Linked DNA regions of Mus musculus: regions 2 and 3 are each linked to region 1. Evidence: chromatin contacts called from public HiChIP or PLAC-seq data. All regions are on one chromosome and are shown on one strand. Each heading gives the region's core, a stretch centred on a gene start, on an enhancer-like site or on the middle of the called end of the contact. The rest is flanking DNA. Distances are from core to core; before and after follow the strand shown. Region 1 has its middle 27 kb from the start of Gm41512. Region 2 overlaps Fam3b (family with sequence similarity 3, member B). Region 3 holds the start of Prdm15 (PR domain containing 15).

What was found. HiChIP or PLAC-seq counts read pairs in DNA pulled down with a chosen protein or histone mark.
Region 2: a contact with region 1 is called in an HNF4G HiChIP or PLAC-seq map of pancreatic cancer cells. The contact joins two enhancer-like sites. A contact is called at or near these places in 3 of 39 promoter capture datasets (hippocampal neurons, liver and pre-B cells) and 1 of 115 datasets of contacts at active chromatin or transcription factors (pancreatic cancer cells).
Region 3: a contact with region 1 is called in a FOXA1 HiChIP or PLAC-seq map of pancreatic cancer cells. The contact joins the promoter of Prdm15 here to the enhancer-like site in region 1. A contact is called at or near these places in 1 of 39 promoter capture datasets (embryonic stem cells) and 5 of 115 datasets of contacts at active chromatin or transcription factors (the SCID.adh cell line, embryonic stem cells, extraembryonic endoderm stem cells and 1 more).

The regions. Positions count from the first base shown.
Region 1 is chr16:97,641,727-97,646,196 of GRCm38.p6, reverse strand. It overlaps a transcript of Tmprss2 not described here. Among named protein-coding and RNA genes, the nearest start is that of Gm41512, 27 kb to the left of the region's middle. Within about 2 kb of position 2,231, at least 18 of the 459 cell types and tissues checked have an H3K27ac peak or open chromatin away from gene starts, as enhancers often do. A contact at or near this core is called in pancreatic cancer cells, where this site is marked.
Region 2 is chr16:97,493,955-97,498,139 of GRCm38.p6, reverse strand. The region is part of intron 2 of Fam3b (family with sequence similarity 3, member B); the gene reads left to right. Among named protein-coding and RNA genes, the nearest start is that of Fam3b, 8.9 kb to the left of the region's middle. Within about 2 kb of position 1,934, at least 35 of the 459 cell types and tissues checked have an H3K27ac peak or open chromatin away from gene starts, as enhancers often do. A contact at or near this core is called in pancreatic cancer cells, where this site is marked.
Region 3 is chr16:97,849,129-97,853,387 of GRCm38.p6, reverse strand. It overlaps Prdm15 (PR domain containing 15), which reads left to right and starts at 2,161. Exons shown (of 24, transcript NM_144789.2): 1 at 2,161-2,337. The coding sequence starts at 2,269.

The DNA.
Region 1 (4,470 bases), core at 982-3,481:
CTTTGATTTTTCTTTCTCCTCTGATGCTCTGAAATGTCTTCTGCTGCCTTTAGATGTGATGCTTTCTTTTATCTACACCATACCACCCTCAGCTCCCAATCCATCTCCTGAGTCCAGGATTTGAGGTTTCTTAATATTCTAGAAAGTTCCCAGTCATCAAATTTCCCCACAGCCTCTGGGATTCTGTCCTCATGGTGGATGTCAGATGTCCTCCCTCCATACCACTCAGTTGTGTGTTTTCTTCCTGTTGTCTCATTTGGCTGCATTCTAGACAAGACTCATCCTTAATTCCAAGTTTACTTCACTGTTTTTATCTTTTAAAAGAAAGATGTGTTTTTATTTTATGTACATGCGTGTTTGGGTTCACCATGTGTATGCAGTGTCCATGAAGGACAAAAGAGGGTTCAGGATCTGCAGTTAAAGTGGTTGTGAGTTGCCGGCAGTGTGTATGCAGAGAACTGAACCCACATCCTTTGCAAGAGCAGCACCAGCATGTTCTCTTAACCTCTGAGTAACCTCTCCAGGCCCCTTAATGTCTTACCTTTGAATTTTTAAATGCAGCCTGACTAAGGGTTGTGGTAGCATTCTTAGCTCTGATTCCCTCAAGGTAGCATTTCCATGGCCCCTGGGCACTATCAAAAACTAAAAATGAGAATAGTAGGTGATACCATGTCACCTGCAGACTGTGTCCAAGGTTCATCCATTCCTTAGCATGCTCTGTTTGGTCCAGCTTGTAAGCTGTGCTTGGTTGCAATGCTGTTCCATCCCCTTGAAGATGGAACAATATCTGATTGAGCCTCTTTGGGGGAAAACTGGGTTGTGAGTGGTAAGAGGACCTTGGATTTGAGTCACCTGCTGTTTCCAGGTGATGTGCATTTTGTAGAAGAGCTGTATAAGTGTTGATGTCCCACTCTGGCTCTGAGCTTTTTCTCGAATGCTGGGATTTTTAGCTGTCATGGGCTTACAGCTGGCTTACAGTCTCAGACTGCTTGGAACCAAATGTTTATATTCCAAATACACTGTAAGACAGTGGGACAAAGGTCAGGTCACTGGCCTGAAAGAGTATCTGCTCCTCTGTTCCAGGAAGTTTCCTGAATCAAGGGGACTTGGGATGGCAGTGGCCTGAAAAGACTGTTCTTATGAGGAAACCTTACTAGAGCCATCAAGCATCCAGGGAATAGGACACTGGAGGACAGATCAAACCTCCTGCTAACTCCCAGTTACATCCTGGTTCTCAGACAGTAACCACATTGTGGCAGCTGTGTGAGTGACTTATGACACTATCTAATAGTCTCTAAGGTTCAGAAACAGTAAATGGCTTCCTGCCAGAACATACACAGTCCTTCATGGGATGGGCCAGTTCATTGTGCTGTTATGCTGATGACATCTCTAAGGTCCAGGTACAGTAAATGGCTCCCTTCCAGAAGCAATACTGTTTTCCATATGGTTTAAAGAGGACCAGGTAGCAAGCAGGGACCTTGTGCTGATTCTAAACACAGCCTCAGGTGGGAACAGCTAAGGTGACAAGCTGGAGGGCAACAGAGATGCAATGAAAGGCCACCTTTCTTTTCAGTTTAAGGACAGGAAAAGTCTTGTCTTAATACTGACATTTGAAAAATATTGTCAGAGATCCAGAACAACACTCTGGGAGAAGAAGGCAAGAGAGCTATGTGCAGCCCAAACAGAGAGCACTTGCCCAGCATTAGCACTTGCCCAGCATGATCTAGCCCGCATCCCCAGCACTTTTAGACAAAAGTATGGAAGCAGGGCTGGAGAGTTGGCTCAGCAGTTAAGAGCATTATTGGTTGCTCTTCCAGAGGTCCAGAGTTCAATTCCCAGCAACCGCATGGTGGTTCACAACCACCTGTAGTAAGATCTGATGCCCTCTTCTGGCATGTAGGTGTACATGCAGATAGACCACATATACATAAAATAAGTCATTAAAATATTTTTTAAAATGTAGGAAAGAAAGGAAATGGGGAGTGGAGGAGGTGGAGAGAGGGAGAAGACGACAGAGGTTGAACAGATAAGTGGATAGGTAGGCTGAAGTGCCCCGTATGGAAAAAATGAACACTAGAAGAGGGTTCTGTACTGACTCAGAAATTTGGGGATGTCGGGAAATCCAGGTGGCTTATTTTCCAGCTGTTGGAGATGGGGACACATGAGAGAAGGTGGGGTAACAGCCAAGGGACAAGCCAGGAAGTATGCCCTGCACTAAAGAGCCTCCAGTTGTTTGAAAAGAAAGCTGTAATTAAAAAAAAATCAATAAAGACTTAGAAACAAGGAAACAGCCAGGCCTTTGGGAGGGTCCCTTTGTTCTATGTTCCCGGAACAAGTGCCTCACTGCTTGCCAGACACCACAAGAAACAAGAAGTTTCATTAAACATGGTGGAGCACAGAAGGTAGAATACAGGCGTCTCAGACAGGGCAGTCTTTCCCTTCCATCTGGAAACTGGTCCTAAGGGAAATCTGTCACTGAGGAAGTCAAGTGACAGGGCCACACTTTATTGCAGGGCCAACCTCATAGCTTCTCCCTACCTGGTATGCTTAAAACTGTCATATCCAGGCTACTAAGATGCAAATGTTTCAGGTCTTCCCAAAGGATATAATTCCTAAGCTCAAAGTCCACATCAGATAGGAAGAAAAAAGACTGAAGTCGCTTTCTTTGTTGTGGTTATTTTTTGTTTGTTTAGTTGGTTTTAATTTTTTTTTTTAATTTTTGCTTTTGCTTTTCCTGTCCCTGGAAACATGAGGCCAGAAGGATATTCAAAGTGGAGGGACAAGACTTGGCACTATCCCCACCCTCCCACCATTTCCTGACCTCATGTCTTTGAGTATGGAGGTAGATGAGGTAGATATACCTTCAGTCAGTCTGTGTAGAATCCTCTCCAGACTCCACCCAGCTCTTGGGCTGCCTGGGGCATCCCTGGAGAATCTTGGGCCCATATCTTTCATTTCCCTACCTCAGTGAAATATGCCAGTTACCTGTCAGACCTGCCACCCCAGATCCTTCTTTGCTGTGGCCCCTCTGTTTCCCCTAACCCCTTCACAAGTGTGTCCCTCTCTCCAATTCCCAAAGGTCTTTCCTACATTTCCTGCCAAATATTTCTTGATAGCATATGGTATCTGCAACTCCTCTATAACCATCCTCTTGTTCTTTCTCTCCCCATGCGTATCTTCTTCTTCCTTCCCCTCCTCCCCCATCCTTTCCTTTTTTTTCTTTTCTTCCTCACCTTTGGGTCTTGTCCTCTAGGACCCACTTGGGATCATGGAGATTTCTAGACTGTAAAAAAGTCAGGAAGTTTACCTTCCTCTAGAACCCCACCCTCTTCCACCAACTGTTGTCCCTGCTACCCATCAGGGGCTTTGAAACCTTGAAGATTTCCCAACCTTCTTGCTTTAGAAATAGGCAAAAATAAAGGGCCAGTGACCACTTCCCAAGTTCACCTTCAGGGCCCTGACATGAGGTCTAGGTTTAAATAGAAGGCAAATTTAAGCAGGTCTGGTCAAGGTGTAGTCCTGCCCTTCCCTGACCCATCTAGGTCACAAATCCGTCTCCAGTCTCTTCTCCCCTGCAGTCATTGTGCCCATTGTCAGCACTAGAAGAGAATTCTTCCTGGCAGACAAGTTCTTCTCTTTTTCTTCTCCCAGTACTACACTGGGGAAATCTCAATTCCTTAGGGTCCCATCACAACATTCTTAGAATAGAAATGAGGGGAACTAGGGTCTTTGTGTGAAATGTCTTTACTTCTGCCAGGATCAGCCTAGGTGATGGCCATGCTAGAGAACACTGGGCCACTTGTGCAGAGCAGGGTGGGCTCCTTCACAAGGGCTATTGCTGAAACAATAGGCTAGGTTGTCACTCACCTACCTGCTGGTGACCTAGAGAGACAGAGGGTTCTGAAACAATATCTTGATGAACAGAGGTTTATGGGACACCTCTTTTATTCTTTTGAGCAGGTGTTTACTTTGTTATAATTTGTATTTTTTAAAGGTGTGTGTGTGTATGTGTGTGTGTGTGTGTGTGTGTGTGTGTGTGTGTGTAAAAACCCTAATGCTTTGTCAGCATTACATGTCAAACAAAATGCAATGTACTTTGTTTATCCTGTGCTTGATGGCTCCAGCTACGGCCCACAGTGACTGTAAGCCCTGCTGAGGTGACTGGCCTAACAGAACTTCCATCTGTATATTCTAGAGGATGAAGTGAGATCCCAGGCCCTCCTCTGCCTGAATTATTTTGGGAGCAGTGGTTGAAACTATCTTGAGCCCACCCCCCACCCCCTGCTCTCCTCTTGGTGGGAGCAGACCAAATCTACAAAGCCCTAATGTAGAAAGATTGCATGGAGAAAAAAGGAGAGAGCAGCCAGGCCTAGTGCTGCACACCTGTGATCTCAGTACTCAGATGATAGTGACAGGACCAGAAATTTACATTACCTTACACTGCATAGTGAGGTCAAGGTTGGTCTGGGC
Region 2 (4,185 bases), core at 685-3,184, 150 kb after region 1:
TTACCCTTTAAACTTTTGTACTTGTGGCCAGCATCCCACTGTCTGTAGGGTATCTCATCAGACTACTGTGAGATACCATGTAACTACTTGTAGCATAAAAGGTTGACCAGGAGCATTTCTCCACACACTTACCTTAGATACAGAGGGTGCTCATAGTTGATAATTTGGCACTGAGAAGCAGTAAGCACACTGCAGTTTGCACTGGGGAGAGGGTGGGGCAGGGGGCGGGGGCGGCTAGTTACAATGCAAAGGTCACCACGAGTGACGATGAGATTACTGCAGGGCAGAAGTGGGGAAGCAAATGGACTTTGCCTGGATGACGACAGAAAGATGGCTGCAGGGCTTTGGCAGGCTGGAGGCTTGAGGGTGAATTGTGTAGGATGTTCTTCTGACTGGAGGCTATTATAACTAGAAGCCAAGCCTAGCTCTTGCACACCCCAGGAGACACTATGAGACACAAGATGGTTTATTCAGCATGACAGTTTCATGACATCAGGTCTTATGTTAAAGTCCTTGATTGTTTGGATTTTTGTGCAGGGTGAAAGGTGAAGGTGACATTAACATTTTTCTTCATGTCAAATACAAGCTTCCTAGAACCCTATTTGTTGAAGATGCTATCTTTTCTCTAACGTGTATTTTTTTTGACATGTTTGTAAAAAAATCAGGTGGCTGTATAAGTGTGGATTACTACCCGGGCCTTCAGTTCTATTCCGTTGACCTGTGCTGGTACTATGTTGTTTTAAGACCATGGTTCTATGGTATAACTTGAAATCAGGTGTGGTGATACCTCTTGCCATATTCTTTTTGTTTACATTGCTTTCGCTATTCTATTTTATGTGTGTATGTGATATATGTATATATATATATATATATGTACATAGTGTGTAAGTATGGTTATGTATAGTGTGTATATGAGTGTGGTGTATGTGTTTATATATGTGTGGTGTGTAAGTGTGTTATCTGAGTGTGTTATGTGTGGTGTGTGATCTATGAGTATGTGTGGTGTGTGAATGTGTATGTGGTATGTGAGTGTATTTGTGTGGTATGAGTGTATGTGGTGTATGAGTCTGTTTGGTGTATGTGTGGTATATGAGTGTGTGTTATGTGTGAGTGTGTGTGTGTGTGTGGTATATAAGTGTGTGTAGTGTGTGGCGTGTGTATGAGTGTGTGGTGTATGTGTATGTATATCTGTGTGGTATATAAGTATGTGTAGTATGTGGTGTGTGTATGAGTAGGTAGTATATGTGTGTGTATTGTGAGTGTTACCATTTAAATTTACAATTTTTTCCTATTTGCACGAAGAGGCAGAGTAGCTATGGAGCGAGAGTACCCTGAATCTGTAGATTGCTTTTGGCAAAATGGCCATTTCCACCCAATTAATTATTCTAGTCCAGGAGCGTGGGGTATTTTTCAATCTTTTACTATTTTCTTCAGTTTCTTTCTTTAGTGGCAGTGGCTATTCTCTGTGCCTTTAGCCTGGGATGGGGAACACTTCTTAAGGGACTAATGTAAAGGCTAAGCACTCCTTGAGGGACCATATGCAGAGGTGAACAGGTGACCCAAAGTGAAGGAGTTTGACATAGAAGGGCAGAAGTGCTAAGCTCTTTTTCTTTTGGGAAGGGAGGGGAGGAGACGGTCATAGTTTGTTTCTGTATCTTGCAAGCCCAAGGAAGTTCTAATTCCATTCTTTTTTTCTCCTAAGATGGATTGTGATTTTTGTGAGAGTTGCCACGTGATAGTAGGGTAGCAGGTGTCTGTCTGCAGCGAGGAGACAGCTACACTGCTTCACAGGAGTTCTAACCATGCAGGCTGAGCAGCCAGAAAACTGTAACAAATCAAACCTGTGACAAATCAAACATGTAAACTCTGAGTCCTTTGGGGTGTGGTGGTTTGAATAAGAATGGCCTGATAGACTTGTATGTTTGAACGCTTACTCATCAGGGAGTGGAATTGTTTTAAAACAGAAGGATTGGAAAGTGTGGCTTTGTTGAAGGAAGCATGCCATTAGGGGTGGGTGGGCTTTGAGATTTCAAAAGCCCATGCCAGGGCCAGTCTCTCCTCTCTTCCCTCTCTTCCCCTCCCCTGTCCTCCCCTCCCCTCCCCTCTGCTTCCCTCTCCTCTTTCCTCTTTCCCCTTCTCTGAATCAGGGTATAGCTCTCAACTACTGCTCCAGAACCATGCTTCCTGCCGTGATTATACTGGTACTAAACTACTGCCACTGTAAGCACACCCCCGACTAAATGCTTTCTTTTATAAGAGCTGCCTTACTCATGGTGTCTCTTCGCAGAGAAGAGTGACTAAGATCGGAGGTTTTAATGCTAAGAAACTCCTGTGAAAACATTTCATTTTGAAATAGATTATTAAAAAAGGTATTTTTTGGTGTGTGTTTTATATATAAAAAAAGAGCCAGGATATGTTTAGTAGAGCCAGGTATGGTGAGGTGAGCCCATGATGAGGCATCCTTTTTCCCTGAGGTAGTCATATGGTGGGTATATTGTAGAATAGAGTTTATTTAGGGCATGCAAAGGGGAGCTGAGAAGGGAGGAGAGAGAGGGAAGGAGGGAGAGAGAGAGAGAGAGAGAGAGAGAGAGAGAGAGAGAGAGAGAGAGAGAGAGAGAGAAGAAGGAGAAGGAGAAGGAGAAGGAGAAGGAGAAGAAGAAGAAGAAGAAGAAGAAGAAGAAGAAGAAGAAGAAGAAGAAGAAGAAGGAAGAAGGAAGAAGGAAGAAGAAGGAAGAAGGAAGAAGGAAGAAGGAAGAAGGAAGAAGGAAGAAAGAAGAAAGAAAGAAGGAAGGAGAGGAAGAGGAAGAAGAAGAAGAAGGAGAGGAAGAAGGAGAGGAAGAAGAGGAAGGAGAGGAGAGGAGAGGAGAGGGAGAGGGAAGGAGAGGAGGAGGAAAAGGGAAAAGGGAAAAGAGAAAAAGAAAAAAGGGAAGAGAAAAGAGAAGAGAAGAGAGAAGAGAGAGAGAAAAGAAAAGAGAAAAGAGTGAGGAGGGGCCAAACAGCCCCTTTTATATATAGCAAGTCAGGCCTACCTGGCTGTTGCCAGGTAACTGTTGGGCGGAGCCTAGGAGGAATGCTAACAACTTTTAGTGCTTCTTGAATTTGAAAACAAGAAACCACAAACTTCTCACTCTGTTGCCATTTTTGTTGCATGTAGTAGGTATTCAGAGTCTTGGTGTAAGTGTCTATATCTAGGCCTTACAAGCAGGGCAGCAGATGTTGGCCTGCAAGAGGTGAGTGGTCTTTCTGCATATTCTGTCTCCTTTGTCTGGGCACCACCACTGATGCTGAATCCTGGAGGACCTCAGAGACACTAGAGAGTCCAACTTCCCAGGCCACTTTCCTTTGTTGCCTCATCAGAGTGGCCTGTCTGTGCTGTCCTCTCTAGGACTCTTGGCTGCTGCTGCTAAAGCTCTCACTCCATCTCTCAGTCCTTATTTTCCCCCAACAAACTTTAGACAAATGTTTGACAAAGGCCACAGTGACACTATGGATGGCCACCAAACCCCATCCTCCTTGTACCTCCGAACCCCTGAGTGTACAGAGGTCTGGGCCCCATAGAACATTGTTCCCTGACCTCCACTGCATGTAAAGACACAGAGGCACTCACTCATCGGATGGCATGTAACAGAACACTTTGAGCGGCCAGTTCTGACTGCATGATGGATGTGTGGGAAAGCTGTTGCCACATAAACAGGAAACCTGCTGTTGGTGTCTCTGCCACACATAGAAAGAATCTCATCACCCAGTTTTCCAGTGACTTCCTAGGATGCCCCCTAAATCCTCAGGGTTATTATCCTCATTCCCAGCGGGTGGGAAGCCAAAGTACCCAAATGAGGGCATTTTCTTGAAAGACAGATTCTTGGACCCAATACCAGGAACTTAGAAAGCCTGTAGGTCTAGGGCTGAGTCCAAGAACCTGTACTTAGCCTTAGAATGGCGCACGGTTGAAAAGAAATTTTTCATGGGCTTGTTTGGAGTCCTGGAAACAGTATTTCCCTTTGAGAGGCAGGCTGGAGCTTCTTGACTCTGGATCTGGTAAGAGCTGCTTGGTCTTGGTATGAGCAGGATTCATGTGGACCAGGGAACTTAGCCTCTGCTTGTCCCTTTGGATTTCAGCTATCAGCTGTCTTGGGAAGCACTGAGGCTAGGTGAGGTCCTCAGTGACCTTGTGGGACATGGCCAGGT
Region 3 (4,259 bases), core at 912-3,411, 210 kb before region 1:
ATTTAACAGGTATCCCACACTCCTGGTATCTCTAACTTCCCATCTCTTTCCCTAATTTTTCAGTTTTTGCTCTGCCAGCTTCAAACATCAATCGTCCTTTCCGTGGCTCCCCACAATTATTTTGACCTTGTAACATATTGTTTGGCCTCCAAGATCTTCCTCTGAAATCTGAATAACCCCATAACTTTTGTATTTTGCATATATGCAAAACCAGTATCATGTGGATTCCACCAAAGTCTCTCGCCAGCTCAGGCCGGGTGGTGGTGGCGCACACCTTTAATTCCAGAGGTGGCAGAGGCAGGCAGATTTCCGGTCTACAGAGTGAGTTCCAGGACAGCCAGAGCTACACAGAGAAACCCTGTCTTGAAAAACCAAACAAAACCAAAACCAAACCAAAAAAAGTAGCTGGTTTCTTGGGTCACCACTACCATGGGCTGAGTGCCTAAGCAGCTAAATATGGTGAAAACAACCTTGAGGTCACCAGTTCCTATGGGGGTCCTGTAGGAGCAGGGAGCCCTGACATTGAGAGCTCCCTTTTCAAGGGAAAGTCTTTCAAGTAAGTCTGCTTTCATATCCTGTTCCAAGGCAAAGCGCGAAGCTTAGTAGATGATAATCCATTCAGCCTACATGTCTTCCTTGGTCTCAGATTTACACTGGTTTTTCTTGTAAACAGCCTGATTTTATTTATACTTAGTCCTGTTTCATATGTAGAAGATGAAAGAAGTGGCCTTCTGAGCACTTAGAATGAGCAATACCAATGAAAGTGGTATAGGGGATGATGTGTGTGTACCTGTTTTAAAGAATGAGCAATACCAATGAAAGTGGTATAGGGGATGATGGGGTGTGTACCTGTTTTAAAGGTGTGTCGTCCCCCCCCCCTCCCCCGAGGACAGGGTTTCTCTGTATAGCACTGGCTGTCCTGGAACTCACTTTGTAGACCAGACTGGCCTCGAACTCAGAAATCCACCTGCCTCTGCCTCCCAAGTGCTGGTGTTAAAGGCGTGTGCCACCACCGCCCGGGCTTAAAGGTGTCTTGAAGGGCAAAGATGTCCTTGTCTGCTCAGTTCACTACACTGCCTGCCTCATTCACACACACACAGCTCTAACCTTAACTCCTCGGTTCACATACCATCTGGCCACCTCTCATGGATCACACAGCCTCTCTCCCCAGCTTTTTTGTTCACTCAGTCCCTTACCCTGAATCCTCACAGCCCGCTTCACCAGGCCTCCATATAGTCTCTCTCCTGTTCCCCATCCACATTGACAGTTACCCGCTCCCCATTCAGGAAGGCAACCATCCTCCATATCTGCAACCACGCATCTCTGCCCATGGGTTCCTCAATCACGCAGCCGTTTCCTGGGCTCTCTGGCTACAAAGCCCCAGCCAGTTCCCACAACACGCAGTTCTTTATCCCTGACTCCCTGTTAACACAGCCCGAAGTTCCCAGCTCCAGGTGCAAACACCCGGAGCCCTGGGCCCGCCCGTCGGCCTGCGCTGCGCACTACAACTCCCACGATGCCGCGCCACCGCCCCCCCGGCTTCCGGTGCTGCGCAGTTTCCGGAGCGGATCGCAACCCGGAGTCCGGATCCGACCCCGCTCTGCACATTCCACAGGCAGGTAAAGCCCCGGGCCCATGCTCGCCGCTGCCCCACCGCGCGCCCCTTGCTGCGGCCCGCGGCCCGCGCCTGGCCCGGGCTCGGCCTCCAGCCGCGCCCCCCACGCCCGCCCCGGTCCGGCCGCCGCGCCGCCTGTTCTTTGTTACAGTCGGGGCCGCGGGCGCCGTGGGCGATCGGAGTCAAAACCCGGCTGGAATCCGGAGCCGCTCCGGGATCGCCCTGCGCCCGCCGGGTTCCGCTGCCGCGGGCTTGGCCTCTGCCCTAAGTGCCCAGCCTGGGTTCCGAGCGCCCGGCCCCTGCCAACTGCCCTCCGCGCGCTCGGCCCACGCCAACCGGCGCCCGACCGCCCACTCGCGGGCTCGGCGCCCCCCGCCCCGGCGCGGGCTCAGGCGCTGCGCCCCTAGTGCGCCCAGGCCCAGCGGCCACCGCCAGGCCCTGCGTGGCTGCGGGCTCAAGTCTCTACAGTCCCTTCCCGGCTACCCGGCCGCCTTACCCGGTTTTCGGGCACAGCCCAGGGAGGGGCCTTCGTCTCCAGCCCCTTTGGCGTTTAAGAAAGTCCGAGGCTGTGCCGTGGCTCCCAGGCCCTGGCGCCTCACTCGTCTCTACCTTTTGGTGGCCCAGGGACCACAGTGGCAAGACAGGCTGGAGACATGTGCCCACCTACTATCTGGGAAAAGGGTGGACAGGTGGGGGCCAGGTGGAGCCTGCGTGCTCCTGAGGTGAGTTTTGAGAGGGCAGAGGTAGGACGAGAGAGGCAGTGGTGGGCGAGGGCGCGCTTATTCCCCCCCCCCCCAACACTTCATGGAATGGTGGAGGGCCTCTTCACACATGCTCATAAGCGTACCCCTCCTCCGAGGTGGTTTAAAATGGTAGAAGCTAGAATGTGAGCTGGAGACACGTGGACCTGTGCCTGAATTTAAAGCTGCCAACGCTTCTTTTAAAAAAACATATGCTAGAGCCCGTCAGAATCCTCCCATGGAGGTGCTTGTGCAGGCCACCGCTTGAGGTCCTGAAGGCAATTTTAAAAGTAAAACCTGAATTCTCCGACTTTGGGAAACCTCAGGGGTGGCAGAGACAGTACTCCCTGGAAAGTGCAGAGTAGTTGCTGAGACTTGATCGCCTATACACCCCACCCCAACCATATTTTGCTTCAAACCTACCGGCTTTCCATGTCTTACCTACTGCAGCTTCCTCCTCAGACTTGCCCTGAAATTACTGCTTTACTCTGAAATAAAACCTTTAGATCGGATTATTAAAGGGAAAAAGCACTAAGTTTTCTCCTGATGAGGTTTGTTTTTCCGTCTTTGATTCATGCTTTTCCACAAATGTCAGCAAAGAATATACTAGTTCTCTTTGGGGAACAGACAAGGTAGTTTGTTTTTCCAGAAGACAAATGGGTAGATTAAAACACCAACCACAGCTAGGTTGATGGCAAATGCTTATAATCCCAGTACTCTGGAGACTGAGCCAGAAGTCTATGTTCATGGAAGCCTGGACCATACAAAGCCAGCTACAATTACAAGGCTGTCTTAGAGAGATTACCTTTGAGAAGGACCACTGTTGCCATGGGGTGTCCTGTCATTTTTTTCCTGAAAGGTTATCTGTGCAGAAGGTAGGGAAGACATTGCTGCATTTTTCAGGTATAATAGAGCATAAAACTGGTCACCAACAGTGGCATAAAGGCTGGCCAGACTCAGATTCTCATTTGTAACATATGTCTGACACCTGTTCAGGATAACTTTCCCAGATTGTTCTACCAGGCCATTTCTGTGGTAAACGTTTGTGGACACCTTTCATACACCCAAGGGACAAAAGAAGAGGTGCAAGAGGCAGTGTAGACTATAAGTAACGGTGGTTACACAAGAGTGACAAGGACATGAAGGAAGAAGGTTGCTGGGTGTGCAGGGGTTGTTGGCACACTCTGCACTGACCTGAGCCATCTATCTAGGAAGGGTAGTTTAGTAGGAGACAGGTGCTGTGAGGAAATCTAGCCTCTAGTGGAAATCTAGTGGAAAGCAGAGTGGGCTAGTGCACAGAGGGCTGGGTGGGAACATAGTTGGGATCCCAGGCTGGGAAAGGCCAGTGAATCAGGGTGGAGAGCTTTGAACAGGACTGGCACAGGAACTGTGTCCTTAGAGTTGAGTCTGTGGGTGCTTTGGGGAGCCAGAGCACACACAAATACAGGCCAGTAGACTCCACTCAAAATAGAAGGAAACACCGAGATGATCCAGCACACGGCTGCTATCCTAGAGGCACCAGCTGGCCCACTGTCCAGGCATCCTTTGAGAGTCTGTGGGCATGAATGGGACCTGAGAGACTCTCGCTTAGAGTCTCCTAGGGCGGGTCTTCCTTCACCCAGGGCAGGAAACTACATTCATCCATTTATCCCCTGGCTTGGTCCACAGGTATAGGGAGGGACATGGAGTCACTGTGGGTGCCCACCCTCCAGCAGCTTGAAGCCCTGACTAACTGGCAGTTTTGTCTCCTAATTCAGAAGGGTAGGCATGAAGCTCTGTTGTTCCCAGCCTTCTGCTCCATCTCCTCACCCATGTGGCTCTGTTCTGATCTCCCAGGAAAAGAGCTATACGCCCTGTGTACTTCTTGAACCAGCTTCTTTGGGTACTGGATGACAATTCAGTGA